2 separate regions of the Mus musculus genome follow, and region 1 is linked to region 2. The links are chromatin contacts, called in public HiChIP or PLAC-seq maps. All regions are on one chromosome and are shown on one strand. Each heading gives the region's core, a stretch centred on a gene start, on an enhancer-like site or on the middle of the called end of the contact. The rest is flanking DNA. Distances are from core to core; before and after follow the strand shown.

Region 1 (6,900 bases), core at 299-2,798, 140 kb after region 2:
GAGCCTCCTTAAAGCCCTGCACGGCAGATACTCAATCATACAGAGACGGCTGCCAGTTACTCGGGAAGCTTGTGTCAATCAGATCTGAAAGAAAGGAGTTCTGCTGAACTACGTTTGTTTACAAGAAGAACTGGGTAATGGTGCACAGTAAGGTAGTTACACGACTCATGTCAACTAGACGAGGGCCTCTCCTCTCGAATCCCAGATATGTACAAACAGCCCCACAGAACGCAAGTTCTAGAAGGTCCCTCTAGGATCCTCCACAGAAGTTATTTACGAATGTAGAGACACTTCCTTTCCACTCAGAAGACAGAACAAATACCCGTTTTGTTGTTGTTGTTGTTGTTTTTTCTTTTAAAGAAAGAGGGTGGGGATGTACAGATTCTGGTAGAATGCTTGCCTAGTATGAATAAGGCCCCATGTTTAATCCCTAATACCACATACACTGAGTGTGGAAATATACACCTGTGACCTTAGCATCTGGGAAAAGGGGCAGGAGGAGTAGAAAGATCTGAAGTTCAAGGTCATCTTCTGCTGCATAGTGAGTATGAGGCCAACCTGAGCTGTGTGAGGCCAACCTGAGCTACACGAGACTTTGTGTGGTTGTTACAGTTTTAAGTGTCAACTTGATACAACAAAAAAAATCACCTAGGCAGAGAGAGTGTCAATGAGGACTCGTCTAGAGCAGGTTGTGGGCATGCCTGTATGGCAGCTGTTTCTCAACCGCCTTGGAGGTTGAATGACCCTTTCAGGGGGGTCGCATATCAGCTATTTACAATTCACAATAGCAAAATTACTGTTATGAAGTATCAGCCAAGTAATGCTATGGCTGGGGGTTGGGGTGGGGGTCACCACAGCATGAGGGAGCATTAAAGGATCACAGCATTAGGAAGGTTGAGAACCACTGCTGTAGGGAACTGTCTTAAGTGATTTCACTGATGAATATGGGTGGGGCCCGCTCCCTGGGTTGGGGCCCTGGACTGAGCAAACGCTGAGAAAGCTGGCCGAGCAGTCAGCATGCAGGTACTCATCCTCTCCGCTCTTACCTGTGGGCGTGATGTGCCCGGTTGTCTCGGCTCCCGACACTGTGACTTCCCCAAAATGATGAGCTGTGGGGAACTGTGAAGCTGGAATTGTGAGCTAAAATAGCCCCACCCCAGGTCGCTTTATATCAGGATATTTTAATCATAGCAGCGGAAAGGAAACTAGGACACCTTGCCTTGATTTTTACAAAAGAGAGGAGAAAATAAAAGACCTTGATCCGAAGGAATCTGTGAGCAAACGCTGCTGGGGGGCGAGGTGGGGGGCACCGGCTGGACTGCCCGGTCTCAGCACATGGCCTCCCGAGTGGAACAACGTCTCCCGCCTCCTCACTTCTCTCCCTTACAACTGAGAGAACAGCAGCCTCCCACTTCTGAACTCAAGAGGAATGGCTGTGTATTCCCACCTAAGAATACTCTCTACCATGTACCCCTGAGTCTGGAAGGAGGATAAAAAGGGCCCAAAGAGAACGCCCGTGAGCGACAGTGGGGAGCCACTGAAGCCAGTGAGTGGGCAAGGAAGTGACTCATCAATATGCATCAATCATATTTAACTGTGAGTAGCCACATGGGGCTAATTCCAGGCAGAGGCTCTGGTTGGCACTGGGCCTAAACCCAAAGAACTGCCAGGATATCTGAGCTAAGCATCCTGTATCTGGCTCAGCCACATCACTCTGTCACCTTTGTATACACAGGTCTATACTAAACACACACTGGGGACGACAGAATACAGCCTGCTGTGGAACGAACACAAGGGGGACTGAGTGACAGGAAGTGTTCGCTCCAAGACTTGGCTCCTGCAGGCTGGATTGCTACAGGAAAGACTAGGGGGATAAGAGGCTGGATCAAGGTCATCTAGCCCAACAGAAGGCTTTTACCCACTCACAGATCTTTAGTGAGGACACAGTCAGAGGCTGTCCAGGGCTACTACAGAGCAGATAACATTTCCCCGGTGAGATGGACTTCTCAGAGAACATCAGTAGCAAGCCCCAGTACCTCATAAAGGGCAAAAGATCACAAAGCCTGCACTGACTGTCCTGAATAAAAGGGCAACCAGCCCACACCAGGCAGCTCTACCCCACAGAGTCCGTCTACACTCCTCTTTGCAGCCTCACAGTCACACAGACTGTCCAGGCCCTTGGGTATTTGTGTACTATTTCTGGGACGACCCCAACAGGGGCTTGCGAAAAGACAAACTAGCTTCAGGACAGTGTATGAGACTTGGCAGTCAGTCACCTGGATGCTAAGGCTCTGGGATTCCAGGTAGGGTAAGGTGATGGTCCTGTAGTCATCTCCAGTCTCTCGGATCAGGCGGAGGTCCTGACGCATGTATTTTTGCAGGTGTTTCTCTGTGGCAGGGTACACCACAGTTGTTTTTATATCTACAACAACACAGCACAGTCTGATTAGAAAGTAAGACCATTAAATTCACGAGGTAAGCAACATTCATGGCCAAAAAAAAAAAAAAAAAAAAAAAAAAAGCTTTTACTCTTGGTTCTCTGGCCCCTCATGATATTAAACACATGTTTCAGGCACAGTGAGTGACCAAAAGTTTCTCACTTCTTGTATGCGAATGGCTAGGCATGTGGCTTTCTGGATGCAAAGCAGGCAGTATAGCTTGAGTCTTAGTGGCTCCCTTAAGTAGCTTAGTGGCTCAGTGTGGACTCTGGAGCCAGGCTGTCTGGGCTTAAGGCCTACCCGTGCCTGCTTCTCACTCGCTCCGAGTAGGACTGTGGCTCCCAGTTGGGAATTTGGTCTAGTTACTTAACTTCTGTGTTACCATCTACCAAGTGAAGACAGCAACAGTTCTTATGTTATATATGAAGTGAGTCAGTTACCTGAGAAGCTCTTAGAGCAATGTCTGCTGCTTATAGAGCACTTCAGAAGTGCTGATGGGGTAAAGGCACATGATAACTTGAATTTAAACCCACATGGTAGATGGAGAAAACCAACTCTTGCAAGCTGGTCTCTGACCTCTGCACACACTGTGGTAACACAAATAAGCACACAACTCGTTAGATGTTGAATCCAGGTTTCTCGGGTAGCACCATCAATGACTCTGGCTTGGATGGCTCTATGGCGCAGTGTACTGTATCGTGTCTAATTCTGCAGTAGCCTAGCCTCAGCTTGGATGCTAGTGTCCCCTTCCTCTGGAACAATCAAATGTCTGTAGAGATTTCCAAACCATCCTTCGGAATGTTAAAAGTGTTTGAATTGTAAAGACTGTGGGATTTTTAAGCTTGTAAAATATTTTATATTGCAGTGTTATTAATCTGTGACCTTGAGGACAATCAAGAAAGGAGAGGCTATAGCTTAACAGTGGTGCGTGTGTCAAGTTGACAATGAGTCAATTGTGCTAGATAGTTTTCTAGCCTCAATTGAGAGAACACCTCCATAAGATCCAGCATTTTCGTAATTAGTGATTGATGGGGGAGGGTCAAAGTGATGCCACCCCTTGGCTGGTGGTCCTGGGTTCTCAAAGAAAGCAGGCTGAGCAAACCACAGGGCACAAGCCAGCAAGAAGAACCCCGTCGTGGCCTTTGCATCAGCTCCTGACTTCAAGTTCCTGCCCTATTTGAGTTTCTATCCTGACTTCCTCCCATGATCAACACTGCTGTGGAAGTTTAAGACAAATTATCCTTTTCCTCTCCAACTTGTTTTTGGTGATGGGTGTTTCAACAAAGCAATAGCAACCCTAACTAGGGCAGAATGTTTGTTTATTTGTGTGTCTGTCTAATTGATACACTTTCACTTTGTAGCCTAGGGCTGGCCTAGAAATCACTAAATAGATCAGGCTGGATTTGAACTTGTGGAGATCCTGCCTTTGTCTCCCAAGTGCTAGAATATCAGTTTTAATAATCAAGAAATCCTGAGCCCAGTGTGCGGGCTCACACTCTTAGTCTAAGCAGGCAAGATCTCTTGTGAGTTTGAGGCCAGTCTAGTGTACAGAGTGAGTTCCAGGGCAAGCCCAGACTGTTACACAGAGAAACCGTGTCTGGAGGGGTCGGGGAGAAATCCTATAATTTTCCTGAGCAGACTACATTCGAATGCTCTGGTCTAGCACCACCTGGCTATGGTTAGGTCACTACTGTCGATAACATGTGGCACAGCTGGTGCCTGAACAAAGGTTACTGGGGGAGGGAAGGATGGTGACCTGGTGTTGCAAAATCAGCTGGATGTTTCTAAAGAGCCCCACACGCTTTCTCTGTGGGACTCAGGTCCGATCATCCAGGGAATAACATTCCCTGAGACTTACATCAGCACCCAGCTGCGAACCAGCAGCCTGCACTTTCACACTGGCTCTGAGGATGCAGATGGTTCTCCTGTACTTGCGTGAATGAGAGGGAGAGCGGTGGGAATTCAGAGCTCATCCAGTGTGCTGCTGAGGACACAGCAGAGGCAAGACTGGAACAAAGGCCACTTTAGCTTGAAGTGGTCTTTCAAGATGGCAACCCAGTTCTTCTAAAGCTCGGTTGCCATATGCAGGTGACACACCAAGCACACACCCATTCCATCGCCTCTGAGACAGGGTGGCATGGTGGAGAGCCCCGAGTATGGGATCAGAGTAGCCAAATAGTTTACCTTTTCTGCTGGGTGACCCTGATCATATGGCCTCTTAGAGGCTCAGATTGTTCGACTGTTAAAAACGGTGAACACAAAAGCTGCCTCTCAGCTGCTGTTAGCATTGAGTAAAGCATGCCGTCTGGATCACCAGGGGAGTTAAGTCTCATTCTCTGGACCTGACCCTGGAAATAAGGCACAAGATCTTCACAACCTTCTGGAAAGAAACTCTTGCTTTTCACTCTTCACGACTCTCTAATAACCCATGGTCAGACACCAGGCACATGAATCTCAAGAGCCAAGAGACTTTGTAAAAGAGACTGAAGGGCACCCTGGACCTTTCCGGGGCCTTGAGGAAAATGACATAACATCTGTAGTGCAAGGTAGAGGATGAGAATAGAAGTTTGGGCCGAGTAGCCTGGGTACAACCCCGGAGTCTGCATCCACTGGCTGTGTGATCAAGGGCAAGCGGCCAACCCTCTCTGTTGCTCAATTTCTCTCACCTATATAACTGACGGTGATAACGGCACTATGCTGGCAGTGTTGGTATGAGAACTACACCAGCCAGCGGGTGGGAGACATTCAGGAACTTTCTCACACACCGAGAGAGAGAGAGAGAGAGAGAGAGAGAGAGAGAGAGAGAGAGAGAGAGAGAGAGAGAGAGAGAGAGAGAGAGAGATATGGGCCTTGGCAAGGGAACTCTCTCAGAGTTGGGGAGAGATCCTGGAACAAAGAGGAGGTTGACACTGGAAAACAGCCTGATTCAGCTGGCAGAGGACGCACGGCCCAGGGCAGGTAGCCTGGGGCTCCTGGGGTTCCAGAGAGTGAGCCCTAGTCTGCCCAGGCTTGTCAAGGATCTGGCCCAGCCACCCAGGGTGCAGGGAGACAGGAATCTCACCGAGCCAGCCCTCACCTGTCCTCCACCCACCTCAGCATGGAGAAACCCCCCAGGCTTTGGCCTTCCTTCCCCAGAAGCTGCTGGAACCCCACAGGGGTTTTTGGAGCCCTGCATGCTAGTGTGAGGCCACAGCCCAGTTAGTTCATTCACCCCCTTTCCTGCTGCACCCACATTTGGGCCACCTCCCGCTGAGTTGACAAGTGCTCTCTCTCTAGGCACACGGTTACAGTTCCCACTGCCAGCCAGATCCCCACAGCAGGGATTCTTGAAGCTTCTTTGCCTCCCTTGGATTTCAGGTCAGCTTGGCAGCCTGGTCAGAGTCTATGGCCCTCCTTTGTCTATTCTCCCCCTACCACTGACTTACCACACAGTTTTCCTGTCCACCTTCCCATGAGAACAAAAAGTTCAAGAACACATTTCACTTATTTATTCTTACTACTCATCCCTGGCACCTCATATGGTAGACATTCAGTGATTACCGCACAAATGAATGCATGAATTTGGCTCTTTTTTTGGATTTTAAACCTTGAAAGAACATTTGTGTCCCAAATGGAATAAGATCTCTTTGTTTTATAAATAAATAAATAAACAAACAAACAAACAAATAAATGTTTCTTTCGCAATGCTGCTTTCAACTGCCAGCCTCCAACCCACTGCCAGAGTCTCACCTGCCGCTGAACTTCAGGAATGTGGTCAAGAGCTGAAGACCAATAAACACACAAACATCTGTTAAAAAAATGCTGGGGAACAGGAGACCCCTGTGCAAGCTCAGTTTCTCTCACTGGCCATTCGACAGTTACACAGGACCAACGCCCTCTCAACCCCACTGCTAATGCAGACTCCAAATCAATCACAAGGAAACCCCAGCACATTCCCAAACCCCAAAGCATTCCCAACGTGAGTGGCTTTATTACTCTGCCAAAGAGGTCGGCTTTAAGGGTCTAATAGTGCATGCCTGCAGTCCATCATTTGGGAGGCTGAGCCCAGGGATTTGAGGTCAGTGTAAGCAATATAAGGAGACCCTGTCTCAATAAGCAAAACAAAACCCAAATGTTAAAGCTAGAAGAGAGGAAAAAAGGCTGAGGAATTGCTCCAGAGGAGAGTAAATGGATGTAACTGGGGGGTTGCAGTGGATCCTATGTGGGACAAGAGTCCTACTTTACATGAGACACGGAAATAGGCACAGTCAATAATGAACTGCCTGTAACTCCTGCTTCAGTGAGACCCGACACTTCTGGCCTCTGCAGGCACCTGCACCCACATTTGCATACACACACATTCATTCTCTCTCTCTCTCTCTCTCTCTCTCTCTCTCTCTCTCTCTCTCAAAAGTAATAAAAATTTCAAGTGTGAGATTTTTTAAAATTAAGTTTTTCCATTTCCATACTTGTATCCACAGCA
Region 2 (7,200 bases), core at 2,714-5,213:
GACAATCCCATGTCCTTCCCTTTTTGCATATGGTTATTTGATGGAGCCACCAATCACCAACCACACTGTTGCATGTGGGGGGAATAATCTCAGGTTAGGGAGGTTCCTTCTGAGTAGGGATGAAGGTGCAGGGGCAACTGTGAAGGGCAGAGATCAGAAAAGGCAAGGAATGCAAATTCTAAAGATCCAAAGACCTGTTCTGTCACCTGTCATCTGTGATGGAGGGGGCCTCAAGGGCCAGCCCCAGTTCTGCCATGCATTCACCATGTGACCTTGAGCAAGTCTCTTGGTGAGCCTCTGTTTCCAGGTCTTTGTAATTGGGTTAAAAATACTGTCTTCCCTGCAAAACTGTTGTGAGAGATGCAACAAAGCTTGGCAAAAAGAAAAAAGTGTTGGGACTGGATTGATGGTTCGGTTATTAAGAGCAGGTACTGTTCTTCCAAGAACTAGAATGTGGTACCCAGTACAAACATCAGGTGGCTCACAAAAGCCTGTGACTCCAGCTCTAGGGGATCCAGTGCCTCTGACCTCAGAGCACTGGCACTTATGTGCAGGCACATGCATATGCACAAGTAAGAATACATTCTTTAAAAACTATACAAATAAATGGTACTTGAGTTGCAAAGCACTGCTTCCAGGCCTGTGAAGCAGGCTAGGGATACCTGCCAGTCATGACATGTTTATTCCTGACATGACAAGATGAAGAACAAAACATCCTTTCATGAATGTTCCTATCACCCTAATACAGAGGGTGATGTTCCTTATCAAAGTACAGCAGTTATTGCCCATTATCCTCTGCCATGTCAAACAGAAGCCTGCCCCAACTTAACCTCTCTCCTCCTCTCCTCACAGTGCCACCAGATGACCCCATCATCCTAGGGGGGCCTGTGATCAGCCTTCGGGCAGGGGACCCCCTCAACCTCACCTGCCACGCAGACAATGCCAAGCCTGCGGCTTCCATCATCTGGCTACGTAAAGGAGAGGTCATCAATGGAGCCACCTACTCCAAGGTGAGCCTGAGGGAGAGAATGGGGGTGCAGGATGGAGAGTGAAACTAAAGATAAGGGGAGACAAGGGTGGTGGTTTCAGGTGCATAGGGACAAGCTCTGCCTCTCTTCTTGTGGAAGTGCTTCTGTTGTTGCTTCACTCCCCCTGTGTGTGCTTGTTTGCTTGCTTGTTGCTTGCTTGCTTGTTGCTTGCTTGCTTGTTTGTTTCATTGCTCACTTTAGTCCTCAGGCCGTTTCTTCCACTACCCTCCCCTTCCCAACCGCCCCATCCTATTCCCCAACTAGAATAACTAGAGGTGAAAACCCTAGAACAAGGTATTTCAGAAGAGGAGACGAGCCAGAAGCAGCCAGGCTAGGATTGCCACAACTAATTCGTGATCCTATGAATAACTGCCTAAATGCCCTGTCTGCCACAAAACCTCCTTAATTGAATTAAGTCTCAAGAGAGTAAAGATAGAGCCTTTGGAAGGTGGTTATGTCATGAGGGCGTCTACATGAATGAAATTAGTGTCCTTTTAAAAGAGGCCTAAGCACCAAACCCAGACACCATTGCATATGCCAGCAAGATTTTGCTGAAAGGACCCTGATATAGCTGTCTCCTGTGATGCTATGCCAGTGCCTGGCAAATACAGAAGTGGATGCTCACAGTCATCTATAGGATGGAACACAGGGCCCCCAATGGAGGAGCTAGAGAAAGCATCCAAGGAACTGAAGGGGTCTGCAACCCTATAGGTGGAACAACAATATGAACTACCCAGTACCCCCAGAGCTCGTGTCTCTAGCTGCATATGTAGCAGAAGATGGCCTAGTCGGTCATCATTGGAAAAAGAGGCCCCTTGGTCTTGCAAACTTTATATGCCCTAGTACAGGGGAACACCAGGCCCAAGAAGTAGGAGTGGGTGGGTAGGGGAGCAGGACAGGGGGTGGGTATAGGGAACTTTTGGGATAGCATTTGAAATGTAAATAAAGAAAATATCTAATAAAAAATCTATTTGGAAAAAAATTTTAAATAAAATAAAAGAGGCCTAAGAAAGTCCCCTGTCCTTTTCACCATGTGAAGATGGAAGAGGACAGCCACTAACAAAAAGGCATCTGACCCTTGCCATACACTGGGTCAGTCTGCCCTGGTCTTGGGCTTCTTACCCTCAGGGACTATGAAAAAAAAAAAAATGAACTTCTGTGGTTGTGTTAAACAGCCTGGATGAATCAAGACTTGCTTCAGAAAATACAGAAAGTTAATGTTCCTGCCAAGTGTTGCACGGACCACGTACATGCTAACAAATTGTGCATTGTTCATCTGAAGTTCAAGGTTAATAGGTCATCCTGTGTTTTGATTTGCTAAATCCAGCCTGTTTTCCACTGCCGCTTGCTGAGATGTCTGGACAGAGACGAGGAAGGGCTAAATCTAAGCTTTGTACCTTGAAGTGCTTGCCTATAAGGCTGCTTTTCCTTAGCTCACACAGTAGCACCCTGAACTGGCCCCTGCTGTACCCCATTGCTTTGGTTTTTGTTTTTACATGTTTTGACAGCTTGCAGACTAATGGATCTTGGGATGTGAAGGCAGCCAGGTTAACTAGTTCTCCAAAAGAGTTAACAACTTACTATTTACTTTTCAGCTCATCTGGAATCCACAACCTATGCTTCCCTTTTTTCTCTGCCTTGTAGTCCAGAGCAGGATCCTCAGGACCAGCAACCAAAAATATCAGATCTCTCTACAGCCCAGAGCCCACCAAAGCTCATCAAGCTATCCATCCCTAAACCTGTGCAGCCCCTACCCTGCCTCATCCACCCCTTTCCCCACAAACCACAGCAAAGGTTCATCGCACACTCTCTGCTCCACTCCCAGTGGCCTGGTGTGGCATGGCTTACCATGTCCCCTCCTCTTGTGAACTGTGAATTACTACTATGGTCGTGGCTTCTACATGTGTTCATGAATACAGCCAGAAATAACCAGTGCCACATACCTCCCCAGACGACTTTTATGTCATTCCAGGTGTAGTTTACGTTCTGCTGAGACTTCCAGATGAAGGAAACCTTGGAAGTCCATTGGCCCTTTTTATCTAGGGACAGAAAACTGGGATCTTGAAGGGTGGTGCCTGGACTCAGTTGACTTCTAGCAAACTTAGAAAACCTAGGTTTTCATCTTTTGGGGGGGGGGCTCTCCCAGACAGGCTCAGATCCCTAAGGTCCCCCAAACACCACCAGATGCTATATCAGGATGCCAGGAAAAGCAGCCTCCTGGCTCTGCAGTTGGGCCATAACCTTCCAGGACCCTGACTTGGGGCCCTCAGTTTTAGAGGGTGACAAGGTACATGCTTGTTCTTTAGTTCTGATCCCCAGCTGGCTCCTCCCCATAGGTCCTTAACAGAAGAAATGTCTTTTCCATCAGCAGAGGATGTGAATAAAAGGCCATTCCTATTCTAAGGATGGTTCTGTCCCATCTCAAGTTGGCTCTGCTGCCAAAGGCCACAGATCAAAGCTTGGCGTTACCACCCAGATCCTGGGGCCAGATTCCCAAACAAATGGCTTCTCTTGGGCCTGAATCAACCCCAGGAACAATGCTTTCTCTTGGGAGATAAGTCTGCTGCTCACATCCTGGGTGGAGCCTCACTGTGAGGATGTCAAGAAAGGCCAAGGTCATCCAAGAGAGACTGGGAAGGAGTAGGGTGTTTCTACATTGGAGGTGCCTGTCCCGGGTCTTTCTGAAGATAGTCCAGCCTGACCCTCCCAGGATACAGAAGAGAAGAGGATACACCTCATCTAGTGAAGACGGGGTCAGGATCACCCTATGAGACCTATTCCAGGGTAGCATACTCAAAAGGCCACTCTCTCCCACACAAGGAAGACAGCTCAGCCAGCCTGGCACATTGCCTTTCTGGAAAGGAGACTGTGTGCCTTTCCTTGCCCAGTTCCACCCTTATTTGGACTGTCACAAGGAGAATGGCATCTGGGCCAGCTGCCAGACCCTGAAGGGCCATGCCAGGCCCGGTTCTCTGTAATACTAGGCAACTGATTTCCTGGGCTCAGTTTCCTCCTCTGAACATGAAAGAGCTGGAAGAAACACTCAGGAAGTGCTCCAGCTGTGACAGGCTGCAAACCCATGGACTGCACCTATCTTAATAGGAGGAGCAGCCTGGCCCAGGAGAACGATAGGACCCAAGCTGAGGGGCTGTCTGAGACTGACCCCCACTCCCCATCTCCTTCCAGGAGTTCAGTTCAGCCAGGCAGTTTCTTCTCCAGAACTGCAAAGACAAGGGTCATAAGCTAAATAGGACTTCTGACTTACTTACAAAGACAGAGTAGCTGGGACTACACAGTACACACACACACAACCACTCAGACAGGGTCCACAGGAAAGTCTCCAGAACTGGCAGCTTGGGATCTAAGGTCTTCAGGATTTGTCACATTGTGGTAGTTAAGCACACTGATACTGAAGCTGGGTGGCCTAAATTTGATTCCAGGCTCCACCACCCTCTAGCTATGGGATCTGAACTTAAATTGTCTGTGACCTCGTCTGTATGCTAGGAACATAGTTAGCACCCAGGTCCAAAGATGGCTGGGGCCATGAGCAAGAAACCTGTGTGGCAGGCTGAGCCTGCAGTAAATACAGCTGTTGGGACCATCATGGGTCCTCTGGGTCCTCACACCTGGCCACCTGCATTTTCTGGATGCTGTGGTAGTATCCAAACACAGTAGTCCACAGGGTCCTGCAGGCTGGCCTTCCAGCAAGTCATAATGTTGGCTCAATCTCTCCATCTCAATCTCCCCCAATGAGAAATGGGATTGATAACACCTGTTAGGGCTACCGCAGGACTCAAAAGAAGCCACACAGCAAAGTTCCTTGCAGAGCTGGTGAGATGACCTTGCATTTGCTGTCGAGCCTGACTACCTTAGCTCCTTCCCCAGGATAGAAAGAGAGAATTAATACCCACAAGTTGTCCTCTGACTCCCACATGCACACTATGACATGTGTGTGCACACACACAATACATAAACACACAAACAAATAAACAAATGTAAATAAAATAGATATCCTGTCCTGGGAATCCTGGGGGGCATCTGGTATTCTCCCTTGTTCCTCCTGTGCTTGACACAAGAATGGGTGTCACAGGGCATGCATCTGAAATGTCAGCAAATCTGCAACTCCAGGGAGGGAGGAACTGGTGATAGGAATGGGCTTAGCCCCAAGGTCAACCTTCCCTGGGGCACTCTTCCCAACCCTTCTGCAGCTTCCCGGGGGAGGGCGACTGACCTACTAAGGGCCAGAGATGCAGCCTTAACACAAACACACACACACACACACACACACCACTCACACCACTTCTTTGTTTTCTCCACCTCAAGCTCCCTACCTACTCAAGGGGCTGTCAACCTGCCACCCCCTTGTCCCTACTGGGCATATGCTAAGGTGAGTTCCAGAGACCTTGCCCAGGAAAGCAATGCTAGCTCACACGCCCCAGGCCCTCACGCTCTGTGGTATACTCTGACTACTCCAGTCACTCCATCACTTTGCATCCGATTTGTCAAATTTAGGGAGCCCGGAATCTCAACCCTATTCTATGTTATGTGATAGCCACCTGTGCTCACCTTATCTATGAAAGACATCTCTTCTAGCCCTAGGGCAGAAGGCTGAAGGCGTGGTCTCATGCAAATGACACAACAAAGACCCGTGTTATCCACAAATTCCTATTCAGCCCAAATAACAACATGGACCCCTCAAATGTCTATAAAAGGGGAAGCAGAGAGATGATTTAAAAAAAAAAAAAAAAGACAGCAGGTGGGGGAGGTGAGTGGGGAGGGAGAAGAGAAAAGGCCTTGTTGCCAGGCAATCAGGCCTGCTCAAGGCCTCTCCAGGCTGTTTGCATATCAATGAGCAGCCCGTATTTAGTACCAGAGTTGGGGCACCCACACATCCTGCCTTGCCTTCAGGCTGCCCATCTCTGAGGGCTCAGTCTGGCTTTCCACTGTGTACCAGACGCCCTGGGAGGGTTGGAAAGATCTGCCACCCACACTGGGCAGCAGCCCCGAGTGCACTCAGCCCCCACAGTGCAGCCTCACAGACCAGTGCTGAGAAAGCAGAGCGGTAAATGCCTCAGTGACCTCAGGAACGCATCGAATCATTGGCGTTGGGCACACAAACAGGAAGCTACACCAGAGCCAGTTCTGTTCAGAGGGGCACCGAAAGCCTCAGATAGTTTCTCAGAAACCCGTGAGAAAGTTCCTTCGATGCAGTGAGTGGGCCCATGAACACCCACAAACAGAAGTGGGCATGCGCATGCGCGCAGGAGAGAGGTAGAAATCCACTCTTGGAGAACTGAGCTCCAATACAAACTTGACCACTTGATGCTGTCAATGCAAAAACCACGGGTTTTATCTTAAAGGGAACAAGAGAGAGTTTATTTTTGGAGCCATTTTGAACAACCATGGCCCAGGAACATGGATTTAGGTTACTTACTCCAAGTTAAGTGTTCTAACGTGATGGACGCTTCATGACGTTTTTTAGAGTTTTACGGAACAAAGAAAGTCATAAGTCAAGCCAGGTTTAAAATATATTTGTGGGTACACCAGAGAGGCGGGTACAGAGAGATGGGGAAAGCTTCGCTATAGGCTCAAGATGCTACCTTGAACCTTGGGGTTGGTGGAAGCTAGTGGTGTGCTAATTTAATAGATTCCAAAAAAAAAAGAAGAAGAAGAAGAAGAAGAAGAAAAAGTATCTATTAGTCACAGGTTATTAGTTCTTCACACAGAGGGGCAAGGAATGGTTGTTCCAGAGGACTAAAACAAGCCCAAGATCAGCAATTAGCATCTGGACCTGCAATCTTCCAGTTTCTCCTTCTTACTGAAGTTCTAATTAGTTTATCAGTCTCTGCAGACACAGCTGGTTTTCAGGATTTTTGTTCACAGTGCCTATATAGTGTATATATGCCCAGCGCCTGACCCCTATCTATCCCAACATGGGCTGGATCACTGTAGATCCTCAGGGGTTGCCATCAAAACCACATGGATAAGCTTAGGGGACTGGTAGGCTGGAGTCTGATGCCACAATAGCACCCACCACCTCCAAGGAGGTAGTGAGTCAAGGAACTGTGGCACCATTATAATCTTGTCCCCCACCCTAACCACAGAGCTGATTTGTATGCTGGGGAAAGACTCAGTGCCTGAGGTGTGTCCCCAGAGACAAACTCGGTGAGAA

What was found. HiChIP or PLAC-seq counts read pairs in DNA pulled down with a chosen protein or histone mark.
Region 1: an HNF4G HiChIP or PLAC-seq map of pancreatic cancer cells shows a contact between it and region 2. The contact joins two enhancer-like sites. A contact is called at or near these places in 3 of 39 promoter capture datasets (the C10 cell line and liver), 1 of 484 Hi-C or Micro-C datasets (pre-B cells) and 2 of 115 datasets of contacts at active chromatin or transcription factors (embryonic stem cells and pancreatic cancer cells).

The regions. Positions count from the first base shown.
Region 1 is chr9:35,134,068-35,140,967 of GRCm38.p6, forward strand. It overlaps Dcps (decapping enzyme, scavenger), which reads right to left. Exons shown (of 6, transcript NM_027030.2): 3 at 2,277-2,422. Among named protein-coding and RNA genes, the nearest start is that of Gm24262, 7.1 kb to the right of the region's middle. Within about 2 kb of position 1,549, at least 43 of the 459 cell types and tissues checked have an H3K27ac peak or open chromatin away from gene starts, as enhancers often do. A contact at or near this core is called in pancreatic cancer cells, where this site is marked.
Region 2 is chr9:34,990,083-34,997,282 of GRCm38.p6, forward strand. Kirrel3 (kirre like nephrin family adhesion molecule 3) reads left to right here. Exons shown (of 17, transcript NM_001190911.1): 5 at 853-1,010. The region is part of intron 3 of Kirrel3os (a long non-coding RNA gene); the gene reads right to left. Among named protein-coding and RNA genes, the nearest start is that of Kirrel3os, 14 kb to the right of the region's middle. Within about 2 kb of position 3,964, at least 141 of the 459 cell types and tissues checked have an H3K27ac peak or open chromatin away from gene starts, as enhancers often do. A contact at or near this core is called in pancreatic cancer cells, where this site is marked.